Regions from separate parts of the Gossypium hirsutum genome. Here regions 2 and 3 are each linked to region 1. The links are chromatin contacts, called in public Hi-C maps. All regions are on one chromosome and are shown on one strand. The core of a region is the stretch at or near the end of the contact, and the rest is flanking DNA. Distances in the headings are between cores, read along the strand shown.

Region 1 (4,291 bases), core at 1,180-3,679:
AAAAGAAACATTTTATAATTTTTCTATAAATTTTATTGATTTTTATTTTTTTATCATTTTTCATCACATGTCACGTTGTGTTGCGACATATGATAACTTTAATTAAAAAAAGCTAGGAATTGTTAACTTTAACGATCAACAGTTAAAGTTAATTGGTAAAGGGACTTTTTGATGCATTTTATAATTTTTTATTATTTTTTTATAAAAGTTTACAATTTTTATTTTTTTGCAGTTTTTATAATTTTTTTTCTAATTTTTAATAAATTTCAAAATTTTTATATTCTTATTAAAATTTAATAATTTTTCCAAAATTTATTATTTTTTTACAATTTTTTTTAATTTTTAATAAGAGCAAGGGCTTAATTGCTATTTTGAAAATTTTGAAGATCTTTTTGATACATTTTGAAAGTTCAAGTACTCAATTGAGTGAAAAAAACATAGGCTTAATTACTTTTTTTGAAAAAAAATTGAAAATCTTTTTGATGTATTTTGAAAGTTTAAGTTCTCAATTGAGTGAAAAAAAAGGCTTAATTATTTTTAAAAAAAATTTGAGAATTTTCTACACCATTAAGCCTTTTATATATTTAGTATGAGATGATCTTATTTTAAATTGATTTTTGAATTAAGTTGTGAGAATATTGTTGTTTAACAGTGTGCTATGATTTTTTTCTTTATTTATTTTAAATTTGTTACGGGATGAAATTTTATTTGTGAAGTTTATTAAAGGGTATTTTATATAATTGATTAATTTTTTATATTTGAAATTTATTTAATTTCGTTCATTTGATATTTTTAAATATTTTTAAATTTTTGATAAATACAAAACGATATAATACCTGCACGTATAAATTCTAATAAAAAACTGATACCGATTCGATATTGACTAGCTTAGAGGCAGAATTAGCTATTCACCTTAAGTTAATGTCAATGATATTTAAACTGAATTGGATCCTCCGGTTAGATTGAGAATCTGTCCGAACACTAGAAAAAACCGTTTGAACCGTGAACTGAAAAATCGGTAAAAAGCCTGTCCGACCGGTTCTTTCGTCTGCGCAAGCCGATAAAAACAAACAACCCGAGACCCACCCCCTCCCGGGCAACCACCACTCTCGTCACTCGTCCATCCGGCCTCTCTGACTCTCTGACTCTCTCAACCTCTCTTCACTCTTTAGTCTCCAATCTCCCTCCACCTTCCGGCTTTCAGCCTCCAGTTCACCCGCCTTTAGCCGTCTGCTTCTTCGACGACCGTCCCTGCTGAAAAATGAGAAAGTCAGAAAGACAGGTTTGGTGGTAAAGGACAAATGAGAATTGAAAAGAGTTAACGATAATAATTTTTTAGGTTTTCGTACTTTATGACAACCCGAGACCCACCCCCTCCCGGGCAACCACCACTCTCGTCACTCGTCCATCCGGCCTCTCTGACTCTCTGACTCTCTCAACCTCTCTTCACTCTTTAGTCTCCAATCTTCCTCCACCTTCCGGCTTTCAGCCTCCAGTTCACCCGCCTTTAGCCGTCTGCTTCTTCGACGACCGTCCCTGCTGAAAAATGAGAAAGTCAGAAAGACAGGTTTGGTGGTAAAGGACAAATGAGAATTGAAAAGAGTTAACGATAATAATTTTTTAGGTTTTCGTACTTTATGTTGGGTATGGCCTATGACTTAAAGTCGGTGGGCTGATTTAAATTAAACTTCAAAGCCTAGCCCAAAGTTTATTTGAGGTTTTTTTTTTTAAATTTTAAATTATTATTTTATATTATTAAATAATAAATCAATTAAACTAAAAATAGATGGTCTGATAAATTCGATTATTAATCCAATTTTGAAAATATTGATTTACTTACCACTTCATCATTTTAATGAACGACTAACCAAAACGTTACAAATCGAAAACATGTATCATCATATTATAATTTAACTTTTTCTATAGTTAAAATTTGTTGATTGTTTTGAATGGTTAAATGTGTAATTTATTATAAATAAGATGCATGAGATAGCACTATAATATTTAAATAAAAATTTATGGATATTGAATGAATTATTGGTGGATTCGATTGTTGAATTCTTTATTTTTAGTTATTTACTTTAAAATTTTAATTAGAAAACGTGATTGTAATAAATATATTTTTTATCATTTCCTAATTACGTTCAGTCGGGAGTGTTATAACCGTATATAGATAGATAAATATACATTGATGAATGATGATTAGACTAAGGTTCGGTCTATCTAAAAAGTTTAATTTAGATTTTTGAATTTTCTGAGAAAATTAAAATATAATTGTTTAACCTACCCGTGAGTCATGAGAACCGTAAGCCGAGATGAAACGGTAAAAGGAACGGTCAAGATTAAACCAAGTGGGTGGCTGATGAAAAATACTATGGAACCGCCTTCACAGAATGAATGAAAAAAGAAAAATTAAATTTGGACCTTGAGAGAGTCAGTCAGTCCATATCCAATTACGATTTTTTCTCTTTTTCTTTTCTCATAAATGCCCCTTTCGCCCCCCCCTCGCTCTCATTCAAAAGGCCTAAACTCGAGGTCTTTTTGATTATATATAGTTTTAGCCCTAGCTACCCCAGCTCAGGTCCAATTCCAATTTAGGGTTTTGTTTTTCTCTCCCTCGCTCGAACAGCGAACAAACAAACAAACAAAAGCTTTAAGCTTCAAAGCTCTGAACCTTTTTTTGCCTTTGGGTGCTTCAGCCCAATTAACCGACTTTGTTCTCCTCCTTCATCTTCCTCCTTTGCGCTTACCTCTGTTACCGGAAATTCAAATATATTATTATTTTAATTCCTTCGGTTTCCGGGAGAAAACAAGCCTCTAAATCCGTGAAACTGTTGTTTTGGATCTGCTTTCAGGGTTTTGTTGGTGATACAACGAGGTATCAACTATTTTTTTAATCCTTGATTTATATGTTAGGTTTTGTTTCTTTATGTCTAATTTTGCACTTTTAGAGTTTGTTTTAGTTTTTTGGATCTGGGATTTATTGAGTATTTCTTTTTGTGAGGCTTTTTTTTTTAAAATTTATTCTTGGTGTTAATCAAAATTATGTTTCTTGGTGGTTTTTATATTTGGCTTATGTTTTGCTTCATGTGCATCTTCTAATCAGTTTTTCGCCTTTTTTTTTCCACGTAATTTATTTCACTGTAATTGCTTCTTATGGGCTTCTTAGTGTGTGAGACTGATAGTTATTTCCTTGTTTGTGTTGCAATGGGAAAATTTTTTCTTGGTAGAACTCATCGGATGAGTGTGGTAGGATTTATTTTTCTCGTTACATCCTCTGAGAAACAGTCGTTTTCTGTTACCTGTTTTCGTGGGTTCTCGTTTCTCAATTTATAAATGGTCAAACGACGGTTTTTTCCAGCACAAAGTCCATGTGGAAGGTAGAGATTTGGTTTTTATTGGACTGAGTGGTAAGGAGTTCAGCGTTCCTTAATTTCGATCTTGTGTGGAGAAAGTAGGTGCTAACAAAGGTTTCCTCCCATTTAGGTGCTCCAGAATAGGTTGATACTGGGGGTCTTAGGCAATAAATACATAAATAAGAGATTTGGTTTTTGTGTCTTTGGGTTGGGGACCTGTGGATTTTCACTTCAGCTGAAGGCACTTTAGTCAAGTTGCTTATGCATATCCACTGGGCTTTTTGGTCCGTAATGATAAGGTTAGCTCATCAATCTGGGCATGCCCACATTTTTAGGTATATAAAAGCTGGGTTTGATCCTGCCAATTAGCAAGATATATGGGAGCAGTGGTTTTTATTTTTTGGTTTATTTAAGTTGTCTTTCATGTCCAGATGTGGGAATAAACTGGTCTTTAGACTTTGCAGCTTTGAGTTACCAAGTCTAGTTGACGTGTTTATCAAATTCCAACTATTATTTTTCTGGCTAAAACGCATCTGCTTTGTTTACCGTAGACTCTTGAAGGCTTTTTGAATTCTAGGCTTGGCTTAGAATCATTTCAAGTTTGTCTTTTAACCTGAATGCTGTAGTTTTAATGTTCACTGTAAAGCCAGCTTCTCAGCATACCTTTTAATATTCAATTGCTCAGTTTTTTAAGCTATCTCTTCAAATTTGTCTGGTTACTAATATCTATCTGAGGATCATAAAAATTAGTCAACTCCTGCTCTTGTTTGTTATTTTGTAAATTTGAATAACTATTGTCTCGTAGATAATGGAAACATTTTAAGAAGCTTGTCATTATTCTATGAGTTTTGAATCTAATGTGAATATCTAAACTTTCCTTTGGGTATCGTCAATAGTAGTATTCCCTTCTACTACAATATGCTGTCTTCATGGTG
Region 2 (4,291 bases), core at 878-3,377, 370 kb before region 1:
GGAACAAACAGTATATAAGAACAAAATGTTAACAAATTATATGCCTTGCATGAATGTTTGTGAAATGATATAATGGAGAGTAAAATGTTAACTCCAGTGGAAACCCTAGGAAGCCTTGGTTTCTTGCTTTGGAGATCTAACTTACAACAGTTTTAAAATAATGCAAATGCACACTGAAAAGTGTGAGAGAAAAAAGAAGCAAGGATCTCAGTCCACCAAGATAGGACATCAATACAGGAGAATTCACTAGACAAACTGCAGAGGACTCAAGTGGTCAAAAATCAGAACTTGAAAGGAGAAAAATAAACAAATTATGAAGTTTTGAAACTATAACAGAAACAATCAATTGGAACACTGTTATCCATGCAACCTATTACTAAATTAACTGAAATGAATACAAAGGGGAACATGACCAAAAAGCAAAGAAACGGGGGTGGAAGGAGGGAATGAATGCAACAAAATAGATCCAGTGTTGTCAAGGCATGTGTTAGTCACAGCGCTGTTCCATAGCTACACAACAAAAGTGCCTGTCCTTTTCAGACAAGGCATATTTGATCATATGCATGTCTGGTGCACCTAGTTGTGCTTTTCTTTAAGGCAATAGGCAAAAAAAAAAATGAAGAAGAAGCTGCTTTGATGGAATTTCACTTGCATTTCTTTTATTTTCATCTTTGACCCTTAAACTCTTAGGTCTAATAGTAAAAACTGGACAATATTAAATTCTCTAGTTCTCTAGTGATTTCAACAATAAACTTAAGACTACGTGGTAAGGTGCACACTGGCTAAAATAAAGGAAAAAGGAATTTTAAATATAAATATGCATAGTATTCACTCAAACAAGTGTTTTTTTGCTGTGCCTTCTGTCTCGGAAGCAACATAAGGTTTCTAGTGCCTTGAGTGCACCTTGCGCCCTTAATGACTCTGGATAGATCACAAGGAATTTAGTTCCAACAACAAGCTTATAATTATAGATTTATTGACCTGAAAAGCGCACATTTTTTAGAAAGCGTTGCAACATAGAGTTACCGAGATATTTATAATACACAAGCACAATCACTATGCTTATTAGCAACGTTATAACTAAGTTCGCAACTTAATTCACATTGATGAAGATCCTAAATGTGCGAATGAGGCCTTGCCTAAGCAGTAAGATGGAGGCTTGGGACCTTTCAGTCTCAAGTAAGTTCAACTTTAGATGGTTATTCTTGACTTAATACAGGGCTTTGTCATTGTTTTGCTCTTTCACCTTGATGTAGTATTTGTGTCATACATGTAATATCGTAAAGAAAAATCTTGTGTATCCAAAGAACAGAGGAATATTTACAACCACTTGCATGCTAAACAAACATAGCCACAAAACCAAGTCTAGACAATGAAAGGAAAAGCAAGCTGAGGCTCACCTATCAATCATAACAAACATTGCCCGTCTTGTATCCATAGAAGAACGATATAAGTCGCGAATCAAACACCAGGCCATGTTAAACTTCCTATGATTTCCCAACACCCATATCATCAACTCATATGTTTTTTCACCGCTACTTCCCCATTTTTCACCCCACTTAAAAGCCAAAAACGCCAGTCTCCACTCTTCTCTCAATGTCCAAATCACTGAACACACCAAGCCTAGAGTTGCATTGATCCCAGACTCGTCAAGGGAAGCCATGGCCTCAGTTTCAGAGCTACAATGGGCAACCCGTTTGAGCAAATGAAGAAGAGCTGGTTCCTGCGGACCAGGATCATGGTTTAGTGGTGGAGTGATCTCGAATGGGTAGTTTAGAGTTTGGCTTGAAAGGGATTGGAGCGTGGAGAAATTAGAGGTCACTACTGGTGTTTGAGAGGATATGAAGAATGTTTGATGAAATGCCAAAGAGAACAAATAAAGTTGGTGAACTGAGGGAGAAGGAAAAGGTGAGGGAACAGTGGCAGGATGCTGAAGGAAAAATGGGGATAGGATCTGAGAGTGAATTCTCTGGAGCCTTCTTGCTAGAGAAAAGAGGGCCATCATCTATATACCGAGTGAAGCAACTAGCAAAGCGAGTACCATTTCGGTTCTGAAAATTTGTAGCTATGATTATTATTATTTATTATTTTTGATCGACTGTAGCTATGACCATTTATAAAAGACTTTTTTTTTATTAAATTGACTGGATTTATATAAATAAATCGTGAACAAATGAGAATGGCCCAAGGCCTTACATAAGAAAGTCTGGAAACAAAGAAGCAAATTGGGCCTAATAAATAAACAAAATAAAGTAAAATAAAACTCGTGCTTATCCAGAAATAAATTGGGCCTAATAAATAAACAAAATAAAATAAAATAAAACTCGTTTCTTTTACTTAGTTCAATCAACTCTGAGACAAATTCAAAATTACCATTCACTTCTTGATTCGGTATTCTAACCATTTCTTTTCCTGGTAACCACAGATCATCACAGATGGAAATCCTATCACCTCGACCCACTCTCCAGCATAGACCTTTTTCAAGCAGATCTTTCGCAGACCAAACACTTCTCCAGATAAGTGAAGGTAAATTTCCTAGACGAGCTTTCAAGAAATCTGAATTGGGATAATACTTTGATTTCAAAACACGAGCTAATAATGAATCTGGGTAATTAACAAGACGCCAACCCTGTTTCGCTAATAAAGAAATATTAAACTTCGTAAAATTTCAGAAACCAAGACCACAATTTTCTTTTAATAAGCAAAGATTCTCCCAGGTACACCAATGGATACTCTTTTTATTCCATTTCTTACGCCACTAAAAATTAGCAACAATTCTTTCCAGATCCGTACATAGGGTCTTAGGGAGTAGAAAACACGACATTGAATACGTTGGGATAGCTTGTAAGATCGCTTTAATAAAAACTTCATTACCTCCTTGGGATAGAAACCTTGTACTCCAATTATCAATCCTTTGTTTGAGTCTATCTTTCAAACTTTGAAAAGATATTTTCTTCCTTTTTCCCACCATACTAGGAAGCCTTAGGTATCTCTCTATATCATTCGCTCTTCTAACTCCTAGGATCATTGAGACATTACCCCTTATATGCTCTTCTGTGTTTGTATTGAAGAAAACAGCCGATTTTTCATAATTCACACATTGCCCTGAGCTCAATTCATATTCCTTTAGAATCTGTTTTAAAGCATGTGCCCCCCTTTCTGAAGCTTCTGCAAATAAAATACAATCATCGACAAAGAGTAAATGTGAGATAGCTGGTCCTCTTTGACTTGCTTTAACTCTTCTAAGGATACTTTCTTCTTTTGCAAGCCGCATTAAACTCGATAGACCTTCTGAACGGAACAGAAATAGGAACGGACTGAGAGGGTCACCTTGTCTGATTCCTCTAGATGGAATTATCGTTTGCCCTCTGTTGCCATTGATAATCACCTCATATGAGACCGTCGAGACACATTTCAAAATTGAATCAACCCATCCTGGATCAAAACCCAACTTTTTTATTACCCCTTCCACAAAGCCCCATTCGACTCTATCGTATGCTCTACTCATATCAAGTTTGATAGTCATGAATCCTTTTTTCCCCACCCTCTTGAGTTTTAGAGTATGTAAGATTTCATACTCAAGTAAGACATTATCCGAAATCAGCCTTCCTGGGACAAAAGCGCTTTGAGCTAAATCAATACATTTATGCATTACTCCTCTGAGTCGTCTAGCAATAACTTTCGCTATCAGCTTGTAAATCACATTGCATAAACTAATTGGTCAAAACTGAGTAATCCTTGAGGGATTTGGGACTTTTGGAATAAGCACAATGTTTGTTTTATTGATTGAATGTAAATCCATACCTTCGTTTAACCTCTGAAGACAAAAATTGGTTACATCCTCTCCAACAATTGGCCAACACTTTTGATAAAACAGGGCTGGAAAACCGTCATCTCCTAGAGCTTTTGTAGGTCCCATTCCTGAAAGCGCTTCCAGTATCTCTTCCTTTGTGTATCTTGCCTTTAAAGTCTTATTGTCTTCCTCTGTGATACGGCCTTCAATACCTGTTAGGATTCTATCGCAATGATTTTGTCCTCCTGTATTAAACAATTTTTGAAAATACAATCTAGCAATTTCCTCCTTTTCCTTCCACTCATCTGTTTCCCTTCCGTCTTCTGACTGCAATTTATGTATCTGATTAAGTTTTCTTCTTTGTGATGCTTGCTTGTGGAAGAAAGCTGTATTTTTGTCCCCTAGCTTTAGCCAATTAATTCGGGCCCTCTGTTTCCAGTAACTCTCGTCTTTTTCAATCTCAAAGTTCAGATGGATTTTTGTATCAATAATCTCTGC
Region 3 (4,291 bases), core at 818-3,317, 320 kb before region 1:
TTTAATTTTAATAATTATATATCATTTGATTTTTTTAATATTTAAAAGTTTTATTAATTGTTGTTACGTGGATGTGTTCTGTAAAGTTAATTGATGTTAGGTTTTCATATATTTTAGATTAATTTGACAAATAACGTAAATTTAAGAGTTAAAAAAATAAAAAATTAAATAAAATAATAAAATAATTTTTTTATAAAGTCGGAGAAAAAATAAATTATTATGTAAAAAAGAAAGAAAAGTGAAGGGGTTTTTTACAAAATTATTATAAAAAATAAAAAATAACCAAAATATTATAACTTTTTTTTATTTACCAAAATATTATAAATTTTTTTTATTTACCAAAATATACAAAAAAAAACAAAAAATAGAAAAAAAACCTGACACGGTCTGATCAGGCCAATCACATTGGCAGCACTAAAGGTGCCAATGTGATTGGTGGCACCAATGGTGCCAATGTGATTGGCGGCACCAATGGTGCCAAAGGACTAAAATGTTAGTTAAGGGTAGTTTCAAGGACCTAACATGCAAATTTACCATTTTAAATTTTGGGAGTGAATTGATGCTGCCGTGTGTGTGGGTGCACTAAAATTGAAATATGATTAATTGCCTTCTAAGCCCTCCTTATTTATTATTTTCTTTTTTCCCCTTCAACTCACTTTTTTATTTAATAAACAAGCCCTCAACTTATTTTTGTAGTTAAATAAGCTCTTAATCTATGATTTTACTCATAAAGGCCCTTTATTTTATTATTAAAGTAAATATATTTTACCTAAAATAAAGCTATTTAAAAAAGTATAAACTAATTCGCATTTTATGTATTATTTTGATAATTTGATGAGAATAGTTTATTTAAAAAATTTACTAAATAGAGTTATTAAGAGTATATAATATAATTATAATTTATTTTTCTATTTGGGTTACATTTATGGGTGATCAGTTTTATTATTACTTCTGGTTTTTCAATAAGGCATGCTTGGTATTTCTATTAATTTTTTTTAATTAAATCTAATATTAGTTAAGTGATAATTAAGATACTTAGAATTCTAATTAAGTAATAACTCTATTTTAATTTAATAAACTATCCTCATTTAAACTCTATTGTAATTTAATAAACTATTCTTATTTAATAACTCTATTTTCATTTGAAATATAAAATTTACTGAAATATAAAATTTGTTGCTTCATAATATCTTAAGAGACTATTTTAATTAAAATAGTCTAACATGTTTATGTTATAAGTCTATTAAGAATATATTAAATTTATAAATAGATAAAATAGTTTATGTTTCCATTATTTAGTCTAACATGTTTATGTTATAAGTCTATTAAGAATATATTAAACTTATAAATAGATAAAATAGTTTATGTTTCCACTATTTTTTTCCTTTTGATTTAATATTAGTTAAGGGAATATATTAAATTCAAAGGATTAAAATTAAAATAGTTTAATTTAATTTTTTTAAATTAAAATAGAGTTATTAAATGAGAATAGTTTATTACATTAAAATAGAGTTATTAAATTAAACTATTTTAATTTTATAAATTTAATATATTCCCTTAACTAATATTAAATCAAAAGGAAAAAAATAATGGAAACATAAACTATTTTATCTATAAACATAAACTATTAAATTTAATAAATTAAAATAGAGTTATTAAATAAAAAAGTGAGTTAAAGGGGAATAAAAAGAAAATAATAAATAAGGAGGGTTTAGAAGGCAATTAGCCATATTTTAATTTTAGTGCACACAGCAGTAGCCATTAACTTTTAAAGTTCAAAATGGTAAATTTCCATATAAGGTCCTTGAAACTACTCTTAACTAACATTTTAGTCCTTTGGCACCTTTGGTGCCGCCAATGTGATTGGCCTGATCAGGCTGTGTCAGGTTTTTTTTTCTTTCTGTTTTTTATTTTTTTTGTATATTTTGATAAATAAAAAAATTATAATATTTTGGTAAATAAAAAAAGTTATAATATTTTGATTATTTTTTTATTTTTTTATAATAATTTTGTAAAAAACCCAAAAAGTGAAGATATATTAAGTTGACACTTAGGGGAGGTATCCTAACCTAACTACCAAACACTCCTCCAGTTGAAGCCTTAAAACCTGCAAACAGCACCGCAGCGGAGAAAGCTGCAGAAAGGAGATTTTGAGGTAATCTTAAGTAATTAATTGGTTGGTTTAGGGGCGAAATGGGAAACGAAGCAAAAACCACCTCCAACGTGGGAGGAGGAGGATTCAGGGCGAGAATGGAACACTACATATATAGCGGTGAAAAGAAGCATGTAATGGCTGGCATCGCCATCGTCGCCCTCGTTTTTGGTGCCCCTTGGTTTCTCATGAACCGAGGTGCCTTTCTCTCTTTCCTTCAATTTTCTTTTTCAGCTTTGCATTTACTTTTCGGTTCGGCGGGGCGGGGGGGGGGTTAGGGTTTTAGATGTATCTTTGGGTTTCTCACTCTAAATATATTGCAAATTTGAGGAATTTTTATGATTTATCTCGATGTAATGAACAAAAGCAAAGACAGATATATAGCATCACTGACTTCAGTTTTGGAGTAAATGAATTTGAGGACAAATTTTCCTTCATGATTTGAGTAAATGAATTTGCATTTCTTTTGGAAATGGTCCGGAAATTTCAGTGATTCTGAAGGATCTTTTAGGTAGCTTTTGGAACTTAAATTCCAACTGATGGCTTCGGATATATAAAATAGTGGATGTATAAAACAGTGTAGGTTATGCGAAATGCAGCTTTCGTTATTATTTTTAAAGTCCATAGATTTGTTAAGGGTCTACTTAGTAATAAATTTGAAAGTCCTATAGATATTTGTGATTTTTGAAAACCATGTTTTTATAGCTTGAAATGTATAATTAGATTGAATCTCAGTTAGTTCGTGTAGAATGTATGCATTTCATTCTCACTTATGCAGTAAATGAAATTCGAATCTTCATATTCCTGAACATAGCATTAAGGAATCTGTCAAATTGGTGTGCATTTGTTTGAAGTTGCTTATTGGAGTTTATATTTATCCAAAACTGGTGTTTGGAAGAATGAAACAAGAGATTGAAGTCAATGGAACTTGAGGTTGTCGAGGAACTATATTGAAGCTGAATTCTGACTTCTCTTTTTTACTAATTTTGTTAGCAGCAGGTTCTCAGTCAAATTTTTCTGATTCTGATGGTTCTTTTACAGATTTCAAAAGTCATTTTCTTTAATCTAAATATATAAAGAATGTGTTTGTTTTTGTTGACATGGATCAAGAGACTCATTTGAAAATAGCAATACGCTTGTCTTGACAGTAATGGGTGCTGGTTTATATATAGTTCTTTCCTAGAAAGTTGACATCATAAGCAAGTTGAGCGGTTTAGCAGGCTGTGAAGGCAAAGTTTATGGACAGAATTTGGCATATGTATTTCTTTATCACATCTTGACAGACTTTAAAAATGCTTTTGTGAGCTGGCATTGGCTAGGTCCTAGGCTATTCCTCTTTGTCAATTCTTGTTCAGTCCTAAGAACTTCTTTTGTGTTCAGTACTATGCAAATGATGCGGTTAAATGCTATCTTACTTGGGTTTGGGTGTAAGCATAGGATACAGGTCTTGTCTTGACATAGGTTTGTTCATTTTTCTTACCCTTTTTATTTGCCATGATTTGAACAACCGAAATTAAAAGGGTTTGGTAGTGCTTTTGCTGTGAAAATACTGTAGGAAAGTTATTCGAGGATGACAAATTGACCCAACTCTCAGGATGTTGTGTTGCATACTTGAGGAAGTTGAATGTTTTAAGAGTGGTTGTTTCATTTCATTATTGGAAGCTGTTTGTTGGGTACGTTGATCACTTAAAACTAACTGAACGAAGGCCTGATTTTCCTTGTAGGAACAAAGCATCAGTCACACCAAGATTACATGGAGAAAGCTGACAAGGCACGGAGTCAACGACTTTCTTCTTCAAAATAATAGTTAAGTTAATCAATTGTTTCCTTCAGCAGCTTTTTGATTGTCAGCGCGGGAGCTGCTACTTCTCAGTAGTCCTAGATGCAGTTGAAAACCTGGAATGCTGGGAAAAGAATTTGTTATAGGTTCTGCCTTTAAGTAATAGAAAGATCTGATCACCCTCAAGATCAACATTTGTTATAATTTTGATCTAGATCGAAAGTATTTCCCTCTAGGTGGTTGGTTTGACCGAATTCTCTTTTCCAGGAATAAGTATTATCTGTCAAACTCAAGATTGATTTAGCTTTATATCATCAAGTGTTGTTCTTATTTTTTAACTTTTAATTTTGGTACATATC

Evidence for each region. A called contact is a pair of places that touch in the nucleus more often than the background predicts.
Region 2: a contact with region 1 is called in a Hi-C map of leaf, with 1.6 times the contacts expected there. The contact joins the promoter of LOC107901687 here to the promoter of LOC107901694 in region 1. A contact is called at or near these places in 2 of 34 Hi-C or Micro-C datasets (both in leaf).
Region 3: a Hi-C map of hypocotyl shows a contact between it and region 1, with 3 times the contacts expected there. The contact joins the promoter of LOC107901690 here to the promoter of LOC107901694 in region 1. A contact is called at or near these places in 2 of 34 Hi-C or Micro-C datasets (hypocotyl and leaf).

What each region holds. Positions count from the first base shown.
Region 1 is chrD06:34,150,966-34,155,256 of Gossypium_hirsutum_v2.1, forward strand. It overlaps LOC107901694 (zinc finger BED domain-containing protein DAYSLEEPER), which reads left to right and starts at 2,430. Exons shown (of 2, transcript XM_016827781.2): 1 at 2,430-2,878.
Region 2 is chrD06:33,776,929-33,781,219 of Gossypium_hirsutum_v2.1, forward strand. It overlaps LOC107901687 (pentatricopeptide repeat-containing protein At1g80880, mitochondrial), which reads right to left and starts at 2,128. Exons shown (of 2, transcript XM_016827772.2): 1 at 1,401-2,128. The coding sequence starts at 2,005.
Region 3 is chrD06:33,826,482-33,830,772 of Gossypium_hirsutum_v2.1, forward strand. It overlaps LOC107901690, which reads left to right and starts at 2,068. Exons shown (of 2, transcript XM_016827775.2): 1 at 2,068-2,350; 2 at 3,877-4,262. The coding sequence starts at 2,194. The coding sequence ends at 3,956.